Regions from separate parts of the Mus musculus genome. Here region 2 is linked to region 1. A link is a contact called in public promoter capture Hi-C data. All regions are on one chromosome and are shown on one strand. The core of a region is the stretch at or near the end of the contact, and the rest is flanking DNA. Distances in the headings are between cores, read along the strand shown.

Evidence for each region. Capture Hi-C pulls out chosen DNA fragments and counts their contacts.
Region 2: a promoter capture Hi-C map of adipose tissue shows a contact between it and region 1, with 3 times the contacts expected there. The contact joins two enhancer-like sites. A contact is called at or near these places in 1 of 115 datasets of contacts at active chromatin or transcription factors (large pre-B cells) and 1 of 9 other capture datasets (adipose tissue).

The regions. Positions count from the first base shown.
Region 1 is chr3:51,418,217-51,425,513 of GRCm38.p6, forward strand. The region is part of intron 1 of Naa15 (N(alpha)-acetyltransferase 15, NatA auxiliary subunit); the gene reads left to right. LOC108168868 (a long non-coding RNA gene) reads left to right here. Exons shown (of 2, transcript XR_001783830.2): 2 at 828-5,120. Among named protein-coding and RNA genes, the nearest start is that of Naa15, 5.8 kb to the left of the region's middle. Within about 2 kb of position 4,020, at least 31 of the 459 cell types and tissues checked have an H3K27ac peak or open chromatin away from gene starts, as enhancers often do.
Region 2 is chr3:52,921,253-52,928,549 of GRCm38.p6, forward strand. It overlaps Gm20750 (predicted gene, 20750), which reads right to left and starts at 6,414. Exons shown (of 5, transcript NR_040555.1): 1 at 6,371-6,414; 2 at 3,339-3,442. Within about 2 kb of position 2,854, at least 29 of the 459 cell types and tissues checked have an H3K27ac peak or open chromatin away from gene starts, as enhancers often do.

The DNA of each region.
Region 1 (7,297 bases), core at 2,770-5,269:
TAATCCCAACACTTGGGAGGTGGAGGCAGGAGATATTTGTGAGTTCGAGGCCAGCTGGCTCTGATACGGAGATTCAGGAAAGTCAGATATACAGTGAGACCCTGTCTTGAAAAAAACAATATAGGAATAGATTTGGCAGCCAGTGGTTTTTTTTTTTTTTTTTTTTTTTTTTTTTCCCTTCCTCACTGAGCATCTTACCAGCCAAAGACCAGTTGCTGTTATTTTTCCTGTGCTGGAGATCTCACCAGGGCTTTAGCATGTGAGCAGGCCATCCATCTGAGTTATTCCCAAGTCTTTTAAGACTAAGTGATGTGAGGGTAGAACTATATAGCATAGTTTTCTTTCAGGGCTTACCCATCCAGTCCCTTTGCTCCCCTTTCCCTCCTATTCTCCCTTATAATGCTGGAGGTTGAACCCTGTGCTAAATACAAGCAGAGATGTGCTTCCAACTCTCCCATTATACTGACTGGGCTGTGTGTGTGTGTGTGTGTGTGTGTGTGTGTGTGTGTGAGAAAAATCAAGAGTCCCAAAAATACACTTAACCTGAAACAAAGGAAAGCCTCAGACTATGCTTCACCCTTAGGAATAGAGACATGGTGGCTCACAACCATCCATAACAAGATCTGACACCCTCTTCTGGAGTGTCTGAAGACAGCTACAGTGTACTTACATATAATAATAAATAAATAAATATTTTAAAAAAAAAGGAATAGAGACATTGCCTTGTACAGTTGTAATATCATTAACAGATTCTTTTTCCTAATACTCAAGTTTTCCAACTGTTAATGACACCCTTTTATTGTTTGGTTTTTCTCTTTTGAGACAAGGTTTTACTTTGTAGTTCAGACTGGCTCCCCAGTTCTTGGTATTCCACCTACCTCAGCCTTCCAGTACTTGGATAGCAGATGTGAGCCACTGTGCTGAGCAGAGTCAGCTGTGTGCCTGTGTATATGCTCATGCTGAAATTGACTCCAGGGCTTTGAACATTGCTAGGTAACTATTCTCTACCACTGGGTTGCATATATTCTCTCTCCTAAAAGAAAAAAAGAAAAGAAAAAAAATCACTTTTTTTTTTAATTTTGAGAGAGCCATAAAGTTACATACAGTTTGAGAAATAAAACATATTCTTTGTATACTTTTACAAATTAGTATCTTACAAGTCTTATAGTTGATTGTAACATTGTTAGTGTTTACCAATTTTACTAGTGTTTCCCAAGTTTTACTTGTAGTTGTGTGTTTAGTTCTCTGCAGTGCTATTACACAGGTAGGTTCTGTCCTTACAGTCAAGATATAAGACAGTCTATGGAAACACAGAGGAGCCCTATACTGCCCTTTAGAACCACATCCACCTATGTTCTTCCCTTTCTCTCTATTCTCACCTTCCAGCAACCATGACTAATGTGGCTCCTATTTATGTAATTTAAAAAGAATATCTACTAAAGAGAATCATAAAGTATAGAACTTACAGATTGACATTTCTTCCGTGCAGAAGAATTTCCTTGTGGCTCACCCAAGTTTTCACTTGTATCAGTAGTCTGTTCTATTTTATTGAAAAGTAATATTTGCATTATAGACTTAGTAGGGTTGGTACACCATTTATAGAATAACGATTCTTGGTCGTGATGGGATAAAAACCTTTAGTTTCATTGCTAAAATCACAGTACAAAAAGGATTTATTATTTTCAAGCATTTTATTAATGGAGCATGGGTGTGTTTGTGAATGTTGTAGATGCCTTCCTCCTTCCTGCCAAGGCTCATATGTGTAGGCTAGAGAACAGTTTCAGGAATTGGTTGTCTTTCTACCAATTCTGTGGGTCTCAGAGATTAAACTCAGGTCTTTAGAGGGGAAGCACCTTTATACACTGAGACAATTTGCTAGCCCACTAAAGGGTTTATTGTGATAAGACATAAACAAGAAGAGTGTGTAAATCACTAAATGGAAGAAAAGGAGATACAATGTTTTTATTGTTGACTGACATTAGGAATGAAGAAAATGTTACCAAGCAAAGTAATAGTTTTGTTTCAAAATTGCATCTGTTACAATTTTTATTGTGTTAGCTCTCTTGCTTTCTCTTTTACTTTTCTTTTTCTTTTTTTGAGAAGGGGTAGGGGTAGAGATCATGTCTCTCACATAGTTTTGATTGTCCTGCAACTCACTGTATAGACCAGAATGGACTCAAATTGTTTGCCACCATTTGATTTTTAAGCTTTTCCCCACCTTTTCTTTTCTGGTCTGGTAAAGGAAAAGTTGGGCATTCTCCAGTGCTAAAACTAAGTGTGGGTAGTTAAGTATCACTTTGCAAAATTTTGTAATTTCTACGGTGTATTTGCCTGACTTAGTTTAGTTTGTTTTGATACCTACATTAATGTTTGCTGCATATTTGCCACCTCCTTTCCTGCACAGGATTGAGTTTTCTGCATAAGCATTGTAATAAATTGATAAAAAATATCTGCAAAATTTTTGTCTCTAGTTCATTTAGGGGAAAGAAGTTAATTTTTTTTTTTAAAAGCTGGTAAGGTAAGCTGGGCAGTGGTGGTGCATGCCTTTAATCCCAGCACTTGGGAGGCAGAGGCAGGTAGATTTCTGAGTTCGAGGCCAGCCTGGTTTACAGAGTGAGTTCCAGGACAGCCAGGGCTACACAGATACACCCTGTCTCAAAAAAACAAAACAAAACAAAACAAAATGAAGGTAAATGTGATGTTACAAATAAATATATATTGTATTGTGTAAGATTTGCTTGATTGCTTGCTAGTCTTTCCTTTTAAATTTTCACATGGTTTTAATATATTTACAAGATTATGTAATTAGGAAATTGTGGTTTCTGCATACGTACCTTTGTTGCTATTTGTTCATCCAGATAGTTTGAGACTTGCTCAGAGCTTTACTCTCCTCTCCCCGACTCCTCTGCTCATCTCTGGCTACCCCCACCCCCTTCAGTGTTTTGAGACATGGTTTCTTTGTGTGACCCTGGCTGTCCTGGTACTCTTTCTGTAGTCCAGTCTGGCTTTGAATTCAGAGATCTGCTTGCTTCTGTCTCAGGAGTGCTGGGATCAAAGGTGTGTGCCACCACCTAGCTTTAGCTCACTTTTTTGGGATCTAGGGTTTAGGGTAGAAAAGGTGTTCTTGAAAGGTGTGGGCAAAACTCATACCTATACCGTTCAGCTCACTTGGAAAGTGGAATGTCCTTAATGCCTGCAATCAGATATCAGCATGCTGGTTGTTACACTGCTGCATTTTTTTCTTTAACTTTTTATCTACTAATGTGCGTTAGGAGAAAATAAAATCTAAGTTGGAATACTTAACTACTATTATTATTTGAATTTTAGTCTTGTCAGTTGGTTGAGCTTAGGACAAAATATTTCTTTTTTTTTTTAAAGATTTATTTTATGTATATAAGTACACTGTAGCTGTCTTCAGACACACCAGAAGAGGGCATCAGATTCCATTACAGATGGTTGTGAGCCACCATGTGGTTGCTGGGATTTGAACTCAGGACCTTCGGAAGAGCAGTCCGTGCTCTTAACCGCTGAGCCATCTCTCCAGCCCCAGGACAAAATATTTCTGTGTGAAGAATTCATATCCTGGAGTCATAGACAGCTGTGAGAGCCACCATGTAGGTACTGGGAATAGAACCTGACTTTCCTGGAAGAGAAACCAGTGCTCTTAACCACACTGAGCCATCTCTCTGGCCCCAAAAGGAAGACGTTTAGTTTAAATTTTTATTTATTTTGTGTATGTGTGTGCACATGCACGTGCACATGCATAATACTGCAGTGGGATATGTGGTGATCAGAGCCAGTTTGTGGCAGTTGGTTCTCTACTTTTACCACGTGGGTACTGGGGATCAAACTCAGTTCAACAGGCTGGGCACCAGGCATCTGTACCTACTGAGCTATCCTGCTGGTGCCATGCAGATATTGTTATTAAGTAAACAGACTGAAGTTAAAGTAAGGTTTGCAGCTAGAGCTAGGAATGAGGAACTAGACTTTACATCATTCAGGGAAGAAAGATGAAATAAACCCTTTTCTCCTCAGGTTGCTTCTGGTCATGGTGTTTTATCACAGCAATAGAAACCCTTTCTAAGACAGCTCTCAAGTTCCTGTTGCCTACAGTTCCTTCTCTACAGTTAGCACTGTAACCTGGAAGTGTGAGCTAAAATAAACCCTTTTCTCTCCCAAGTTGCATCTGTCATATTTTATTACAGCAATAGGAAATGAAATTAGACAGGACACTAGTGAGTTATATGGGCTTATTTATTTTTACATGAAGAATTAAGTCTCTACTGAATATTTGCTACTGCAGAATATTGAATACCTTTAGTGTTGTTTTTCAGAGTTGTCCTAATCTTCAAGTCAAAAGTCATCAAATGATTTTTTAAATCGTAAAACTCAAGCCAGCAACTCAATAGTTGTAACTAGTGAACCTTAGATGGAGTGCACCAGGCAGTGTTAGTTGGTATTATGCAGCTTGATGGTACATGCAGCACAATGGGTACACGCTGTGTGTTTGGAGCCAAGGCTGTTGCAGTGAGCTGTAGAACATGATGTAGATGAACTTTGCCAGAAGTACCTTGGCTTACATGTTTGATTATGAATTAGTTTTTGCTTCTTGCACATTCAGGACATTTTTTTACTTTATTTTTATTTTATGCGTGTTAATGTTTTGCTGGCATGCATGTACATGCATCAAGTCTGGGCTTGGGTGATTCCCTGGGACTGGGATTATTGATGGTTGTGAGCTACCATGTGGGTTCTGAGAATTGAACTCAGGCAGGTCTTCTGTAAGAGCCACAAGTAAGTGCTCTTAACTGCTGGGCCATCTATCTCCATCCCTAAGACATTTTCAATTGTTTTCCAACTCTCAAGGGTCAGTTATAGCTAAAGACACTTATGTCAGTGTCTTAAAGGGTTGGGACGGGTTTAAGATGGTGTGGTTTAGGCCAGTGGTTTAGTAGGTAAAGGTGCCAAATTTGATGATCAGCGTTTGATTCCCAGAACACACATGGTGAAAGGAGAGAATAGATAGATTCTAATAACTTGTCCTCTGACTTTAACATGTGTGCTATAGTAGTGTGCAAACACACACAAAATAAATATATTTAAAATGTAAAAAAAAAAAAGTGTGGATTAAACTATAAAAAAATAGAAATGAAATTTTACCTACTGTAAGGTCACCTTCTGTACATTAATTTTTAGGCTGAGAGTGTAGCTTAGTGATAAAGAGCTGGGCTAGCGAATCTTTTTTGATTTTCTTTCTTTCTTTCTTTCTTTCTTTCTTTCTTTTTTTTCTCCTTAAGACTATACCGCTTAGCCGGGCATGGTGGCGCACGCCTTTAATCCCAGCACTTGGGAGGCAGAGGCAGAGACAGGCGGATTTCTGAGTTTGAGGCCAGCCTGGTCTACAAAGTGAGTTCCAGGACAGCCAGAGCTATACAGAAAAACCCTGTCTCGAAAAACAAAAAACAAAAAAGACTATGCCGCCTGACTCAGGCCTGTTGGAACACTAGGGAAACAGGGAGGATGATTATAAATTCCAGCACAGCTGAGCTGTCTTATGTAGTGAGACCCTGTCCACAGAGCAAGAAGAAAAAGTACAACAGAGTTTTGGGGAGGACAGAAAGGAGATGGTTATTGAGTCAAGGGACAGTTGGAGGAATAACTTCTAGTGTTCTGTAGAACAGCAGTGCAGCTCTGGTTGGCAACAGTTAATTATCTAGCAGATATCTAGCAAAATATCTAGCAGAGGGGATTTTTGACTGTTTCTAGCACATAACTGTTTGAATTGATGGATGTACCAGCTACTGATTTGGATATTTTATGTTGCATGTGTGTTGAAGTATCTCTTTTCTGTAAATATGTGAAAACAGTATCTGGGCCTGGTAGTGCGGGCTTATAACCTTAGCGACATCTAGTATTACCTCTGTAATTCTAGCAATAGGAAAGCTGAGGCAGGAGGCTAGCAAATTCAAGGACTGCTTGCTTCAGAGTGAGTTCTGTCAAGGCTGGGCAACATAAGACCTGTCTCAAGGAGTAAAACAAAGATTGGTCAGGCTTTTTTTAGTCTAGCACTCAGGAGGCAGAAGCAGGCATATATCTCTGAGTTGGAGGCCAGCCACAAACATCACCACTAACAAAAACAAAAGGAACAGAATACTAAATGCAGTTTTGGTATAATGTAAACATCATATTTTACTATAAAAATCAATTAAAAATAATTATTTTATGTATATAAGTACATTGTAGCTATATTCAGACACACCAGAAGAAGGCATCTGATCACTTTACAGATTGTTGTGAGCCACCATGCTGGGAATTGAACTCAGGACTTCTCGAGAACAGTCAGTGTTTTCTAACCATCTCTAACAGTCAGTGAAATATCTCTCTAACCCTAATTTTTATAAATATAAAAAATTGATTAAGAAATAAAAATCTTAAGCCGGGCTTGGTGGTGCACGCCTTTAATCCCAGCACTCGGGAGGCAGAGGCAGGCGGATTTCTGAGTTCGGGTATACAAAGTGAGTTCCAGGACAGCCAGAGCTATACAGAGAAACCCTGTCTCGAAAACCCAAAAAAAAAAAAAAAAAAAAAAAAAAAAATATATATATATATATATATATATATATATATATGAATCCTTCGTTAATATTTGCTTTAAAATTTTTGCTCTAAAGTTTGTTTTTGAATGAGATGTGGTATGAAGGAACAAATTTGTTATATTTTCATTTAAATTGATAAAGCATACATGTATTTAAAAATGCTATATTTCTTGACTAAATTTTTAAAAAGTGATCTCTTTGGACTGGAGAGATGGCTCATCAGTTAAGAGTACTTGTTTCTCTTGCAGGGACCTGGATTCAGCTCCCAGCATCTACATATTGGCTCATGACTATCCTTAATTTGTTATCTTTTGATCTGGTGGGTACCAGACACTCAATGAGGTGTACATACATATATACATACATGCAGGCAAAACACTTATATACAGGAAATAAAATTATTTTGGGCAAGACAGGTTAACACATACAAACATTTGGTTATTTGAGGAGGATAGAAAATTAAAAAAAGATAACTACAGTTCAGGTTTTTTTTTTCTGTTTTCTTTTTCTTTATTTCTTTCTTCTTTTTTTTTTTTCTTTTTTGTGAGATAGGTTTCTCTGTGTAGCCCTGGTTGTTCTGGAACTCCACTTGCCTCTGCCTTCCTGGTGCTGGGTAAAGGTGTATACCACCTTAATAGATAATGCTGTATTACAAAAGAGACAAATGCTTTATAGGAACTGAACTTACCATTTCATTCTGT
Region 2 (7,297 bases), core at 1,604-4,103, 1.5 Mb after region 1:
ATCATCAGGGAAATGCAAATCAAAACAACCCTGAGATTCCACCTCACACCAGTCAGAATGGCTAAGATCAAAAATTCAGGTGACAGCAGATGCTGGCGAGGATGTGGAGAAAGAGGAACACTCCTCCATTGTTGGTGGGACTGCAAGCTTGTACAACCACTCTGGAAATCAGTCTGGCGGTTTCTCAGAAAATTGGACATAGTACTACCGGAGGATCCAGCAATACCTCTCCTGGGCATATATCCAGAAGATGTCCCAACCGGTAAGAAGGACACATGCTCCAGTATGTTCATAGCAGCCTTATTTATAATAGCCAGAAGCTGGAAAGAACCCAGATGTCCCTCACTATCTCTTAGCCTTGATCTCCATCAGATCCTTTCCTAAGTAATGCAGCTGGGGTCTGGGGCTCTAAGAGTGGAGTTAACTCATTCCAAAGTGTAAGAATTCGAGACAAGTTCCACTAGCCAGAAGGCAGTCAATTAACTTTCTCACTGAAACTGTTCTTAAATTATGAGTCTCCTCGCTGACACAATCACACCCTCCTAATAGAAACATGAGATTAAGTGTTTTAGACCTAATATCCTAACTGGAAGTAAAGATATATTCTAAGTTAAGGCTTGGGGGCTTAAAACTGGAAAGAAGAATATGAGAGGTCTTTCTGTCATCGTTGCTTACAGTAGTAATATTAAGAGATAGCACTGGACGCTAAGTCTATGGAGAGTCCTGATCAAGTGTTTTAGGTGTATCAACTGATTAAATTCCTAAGCAAATCTATCTACAATGTAAACATTGGTCTAACAGTGGAGCAATGAAGAAGAGAAGATAAAAACCCATTGCCTAAAGTGAAGCTTTTAATGCCTACCTGTCCATTGTTTGGGGGGATGCTCTAAACAGACTCTTAATCACAAATCCTCAAATACTAATGTTTTAATTTTAAAACGCTTGTATTACAGTCCCATCTTGTAACTGACTTGGGGGTCCCTTTCCCTCAATGATCTAACGCTGCGTTTGTGATGTTTCAACTTGAGTAAGTGTTCAAATAAAAATGCCTCTCATTGTAACAACCTCAATAAAAGGTATTTGCATTTCTGAACATTAAGTATTCCTGGAATTGTTAGCTAAAACAAACGCTCCCCCCCCACACACTAAATTACTTTGTCAGCATATTTTGTCTCACAGAAATGAAGCACTCAAGAGAGTGCTTCCATAGCCAATAGCCCCAAAACATGTGATGGTTTGATGTACAAGCTCTGAACTCAGGAAACGGGAGTCGATTCGAGTTCAGACTTTTCACTAGCTGGTTGCTCCTGGGAAAATTGCTTAATCTCTCCAATCCTCAACTTTCTCGTCAGTAGAATGTGAATGGCAATATCCAAGAAATGGGATTGGTGTAATAAATCAACAGAGGCAAAGCCAAGTGTACGCGTGAGACTCTGACCTATTAACTGTTGTTACGGTAACAGCTCACTTTATACCTCTGTCCTTTGGGCAACCAATACATACAAAGCCCGGTAGTGCTCCTTGTTGTCATGTATAACAACCTGTTAAAGGGCAAGTCTGAGTGGGAGTTTCTGAGAACATTGCCTGTGCGTGTGTCTTTAAAACAATTCTCAACTTTAACCTGGTCTACCTTATTTCAGCTATGAAGCTCAGAAGCAGATCTATGCTAGATGCACATAATCTGACTTTCGGCCCCGTTCTAGATTTAAAAAAATGAGTCACAGACTATAATTCTTAAGAGGCAAATCGTTACCAGTATAACTTGGTATCCTATTAGGGAGAATAAAATTCTTCAATCAGATCTTGAGTTACTATGTTTCAAACAAACTCTTCCTGGCAGAGTCCTAGCAAAATCAATAAATAATAAAGAAAGAAAGTAACTCTGGGGCTGGAGAGATGGCTCAGCACTTGAGAGCACTGACTGCTCTTCTAGAGGTCCTGAGTTCAATTCCCAGCAACCACATGGTGGCTCACAAACATCTGCAATGGGGTCTGATGTCCTCTTCTTGTGTGTTTGAAGAGAGCAATGGTGTACTCATATACATAAAATAAATAAAAATTTAAAAAATCTTAAAAAAAAAAAGTAACTATGCACTCACAGTGTACGTGTTGTCCTAGTTAGTTTTACCATTGCTGGGATGAAACTCACCAAAAACAACTTGGGGGATCAAGGGGTTTATTTGGCCCATAGTTATCCCATCGTCAAGGGAAACCAGGGAGGGAACTCAAGAAAGGAACCCGGGAGAGGAAGCGAGGCAGCATGGAGGAGCTCTGCATGGTGGCTTGCGTCCCGTGTGTTTTATACTGCACGGGACAACCCACAGTGGTCTAGACCCTCCTACATTAATGAGAAATCACAAACCACACCCGCTCAGACAGTCCATAGGCCAATCTGATGGGGGCAATTCCGTGTTGAGGTTCCCTCTTCCCAGGTGGGTCATGCTTGCAACCACCTGCCAGATGCATGCTGACGCATCCTAGAGTAGCATCTTAAAGGCTACCCACGCTAGGAAACAAGGCAGCAAAGGTGAAATAACTAGGAAATTTATTCATGGGTGATGTCATCTCAATTTTGAGATCACACTTTTATCTTATTTTAATTCACCGTTCTAAAGCCCATGGCCACTAGGACATTTGTTAAAAACTGAAAGACCACTAATACTCAAGAGTCTAAAACTGCATCAATATGTATTTATAGCTTTTAGTTTCTCTTTCTGTTTGGGTGATATATGCAGTATATAATCTTATTGAAGTAATAAGTAGATATTATTTCCGTCTTCAACAGCGAAGTTCCCCATTTTGTCTTCTGTTCTTTAGCATTAGTTTCTGTTCCCTCTCAGAATAAAGAAAGTCTTTCTTTCACAGCTTCCAATGCTTACAAGAGACCTGGGGCTGCTGGGTTCTACAAGTAGCCACATCTGGGGAGCCAGAGCTCTCATTCCCAGTTCCCATTGATTCTGTGATTTAACAAAAACATCATGGGGCCAGCAAGATGACTCAGCTGGTAAAGCCACCTGCATCCAAGCCTGACAATTCAGGATCAACCCTCAGGACCTACAGGTTCCTGAAAGTTGTAGTCTCCAAAAGCACCCTGGTGCATACAGCACCACCCCCTACACACACACACACACCACTGCTGCCCATGAATAATATTGCAGAGAGAGAGAGAGAGAGAGAGAGAGAGAGAGAGAGAGAGAGAGAGAGAGAGAGAAATTGTGTCAGAATTAGAAGAATCAGACCGGTGAAACCCATCCCCCCATCTTCCACCACATATTAAAGAACTAGAAACTTTGTATGTAGGAAATCTTTTTGGAGTGTAACCGTGGTTGATTAATTACCTTTGTCGTGAATCTCTTTTCTGAGCATTCGCTCTGTAACCTGGGATACTCTTCACATTTGCATCTGAAACAGGCCAGTAGTCGGACATCTTATCCATTTGTTTCTAGTGAAAGAAGGGTACAATAATTGCAACCACAGAAAACAACCATGAAGCCACAAAATGAATTCAACAAGGCCTTGAATTCTGCAGTAAGGAGGAAAAACAGCAAGGGAGTCTACAGCAGGGCCCTAACTATTTATATAAACCATTCAACTCTTTTAACAGGATTAGAGACCAGAGACAATACAACAAATCTGCTGGGTTTGATTGACAGGACTCTCTGGGTGCCTATTAGGCAGTTTCCTGAGACTTGAAGTATTTCAGGTTTAAAATTTTGTAGCAAAACAACGTTTCTAAGTTTCCATGATGGGAAGATGACTTTTAATGGGAGGGAAAAAAAAGTCTCAAAGCTGGAGAGCCTATTTGTATACCCAGTTTGAGAAAAACCAAAACACGGTAACTTTCCAGAAGAAAATTGAAAACAGAGTTTGTACCTCCTCTGTGTGCTTTAGTAACCGCGGCCTGGTGTGGGAGTCTGGGTATTATTCAGCATGTCCACACTTAGTGTCTGTGCCTTGGGACTTTAGCTACTACCTGATTTTCAGTTATACTGTTTCTTCTTGAGTCATTCCTTGGCCATGGAGTCCTTTTATGAAGTCACAATAAATACAAATTTGCCTAGTAGTCTTTACAAATTGTTAAAACAACAGGACTTGGACAGATGCTCAGCCATTTGCTGATCCGGGATAGGTTTCCAGCATCCACATAGCAGCTCCGAAGCATCTGAGCTGTCTAGTCCCAGGGCACCGGCTCCCTCTTCTGGTCTTTCTGGGTACTGCACACAGACATATAGACAAACATACATATAAAATAAAAATAAATAATAAAAGTTGTAACTATTGTAAGAATGGGATTTACAGATATAATGGATCTGTCTTCTGTGGTCAACACTATCACTGGGATATTTTGGAAATTTTAATATATGTCAGAAGGAAAATGAAAAGAAAGTGGTAGAAAGCAGGAAAAATGGGAAGAAAGCTGAATTGGGGGACTTGGGGGAAGGAAGTCTGAAAAAAGAAAAGTAAAAAAGAGTGACTAGGGGAGTGAAGAAGCAGGAGGGAGGAGAAGGGGAAGGAAGAGTGGACCGGAGGGACCGAAGTGGAACCTTTTACCCTTTCCAGAGACGGAGACTTTGATCATCTGAAGACAGCTACAGTGTATAATAGATAAATAAATCTGAAAGAAAGCAAGGAAGGAAGGAAGGAAGGAAGGAAGGAAGGGAGAGAGGGGGAGGGTGGGGGGAGGGAGGGAGGGAGAGAGAGAGAGAGAGAGAGAGAGAGAGAGAGAGAGAGAGAGAGAAACTACTTTCTATTACGATTGTAATCGCACTCATCTACAGGGGTCTGTTCCACAGCTGAGTGCATATTGTTTTGTAAGCAAACTTTAAACATTTACCCACTCATATGTTTTTGGGATTTGGATTCTTATCCCCATAGCATGGGATAGATGAAGCCAAGGCTTTACTGCCTCTCTATCTGCCCTGAGGTCACACACAGACTGGAGCTGCCTTCATACCTCCAACATGATTAAAAGTGAGTTGTAACCACTGACCACTAGTGCTAGAGAGCTGGCTCAGCAGTTAAGAGCACTGACTGCTCTACCAGAGGTCCTGAGTTCAATTACTAGCAACCACATGGTGGCTCACAACCATCTGTAATGGGATCCGATACCCTCTTCTGGTGTGTCTGAAGACAGCAACAGTGTACCCACATACATGAAATAAATAAATAAATCTAAAACCAAACAAACAAACAAACAAAACGCTGACTGCTAAAAACAAGAAAATGGTGTAATTGACATTACTGGTGTTTTGCAAATTCCTTCCAGAACTCCAGTGAAGGTTTTCGTATTGTGATCTATATCTAGGCTTATGGAAAATGTGAAAAAAATTGAGAGGCCTTGAAAAATCTATTTTCTTTAAAAGGAAGTCCCTAATTTCTAAGTGTCAGTCCCCACAGAACTTGGACCCACCCTCAAAGGATCATCTGTGGAGGCTGAGAGCCAGCTTCATGTGAGCAGCGAAGAACAAAGCAACAAAACAAGACTGGCAGTGGTCCCTGGGGGCCCGGAGGATGGCAGGCGTGGCTGAGAAGCTAGAGGATGTCTTACAGAGTCTTCCAACCCCTGACTGTGGGGCATTTTTCAGGTTTTCTTTTCTTTTCTTTCTGCTCTGGGGGCAGCTGCTTAAAATATGGGTATTGGCTACTTGATTCTACATCTTGTCTTCCATATTAAAAACTAGATCTGTCCACAGAATCACACGCCTGCGAGACGTTTTCAAGTGTACTTTTTCCTTTTCCGTGAGCAGTGTCTGTGTTTGAGGCTCAACTATAAAACGTCACGTAACAAAAGCCCCTAATCCGTAAGACTGTCTCAGATAGCAGGCATTATGTAAATGAAACATAATAATATAATCCCAGATACCAATGCACAGTGAATGTTGGGATGGATAATGGAGAAAGCTGAATGCTTTCATTGACTCGAATTCCAAGAATGGTCTGAGCAAGTGAATGTAATGTTCCCAGCGCTAACCCCGAAACAATACTCTCACCGCATACACCTGACGCTTAGAATAACTCACATAACTCTGGCCGGCATTGTTTTCAAGATGAAGAAAGTGGGCTCAGGGGGAATTAATTCTACACTAGGGAGCACCAACACTGGCATTTCTCTTTCCGATCCTGTGCCAGGCAGCACTGAGCAATTGTGACATTCTTTGACACACTTGAACACAGCCTAGTCAGTCAACCAGGTCTAGACTAAGAAACACATACTGGTCAGGAGATAGAGAGGAAGTGCGTGGATAAACACCCCTCACAGCTTCCTCCCACTCATCTGTCACAACTGCTTCACATTCTGACACCTTCGAAACATGACTTCATTCTCATAAATACTTGTCATTCAGAAAAAGAAGCCATTTATCCAACTTACGGCGGAAACCACTCTCCTTCCCTGCTGACACTCTGGTCCAAGATGACTGAGATTCTGTCTTCTGACGGCTCTCCTCGTGACCTCACACGGTTGGCACACAAGTCTCCTCTTGATCCCCCGTGACCTAGGGCTCCAGGCGGATGCTTGCTTTCTCTGGCTGAACATACTGCACGGAGCCATCTGTCTAAACACGGAATCCCTTAGCCCACATCCTTTCAGCGCTCATGGTGCGCGAGCCCCTCTCAGCTTTCTTCAGCTCCGGCCTTGGCAAACATCAGAAAAACAACTCATGGCGCTACCTTTATTCTGAATTGTATTTAATCACAAAAAATTAAATTTCATAAAAGACAATGTTTTAAATCTTCTGGGAGGAGCTTCTCTTTCACCACCTTGAACTCTCAGAGCAACAGGTAGAGAAGACACCCAGAAAGAAATAGATCACTTTGAAGGGGGAAAACTAATCGGATAAGCACAATAGATACTTATGTCTACATTTTTCTTAACAGTGCTCACAGAATTCTGTAGTGATACAGGTGGTATAGGGGTGTGGAGTCCAGCTTTACCCAGCTCTCTCTGTGCTTTCTACAGCTTGTCCCCAGGGAGGGGACAAGTTCTAAAACATTGTACACTTTTCGTCAGAGCTTTCTGCAAGCATTATGAGCAATGCATATTTTTCCTATTTCAGGGGACCTAGGCCTTGTTTAGAAACCACGTTCCCTAACTAACTCAACTGATTCATGATTCAAATACAAAAGGAGGCAGCGACTGCCCAAGAGCTATGACCTTCCCTCCATCCCACCTGCCACCACGCTAATAATGTTAAATCCTGGAAATGTCTATGAGTTAGGGACTCCAGTCCCCGGGAGAAGGAGAGAAGAATGTCATTCTTTAAAACTCTTTATCTTTTCTCCTCTGATGCATATTTAC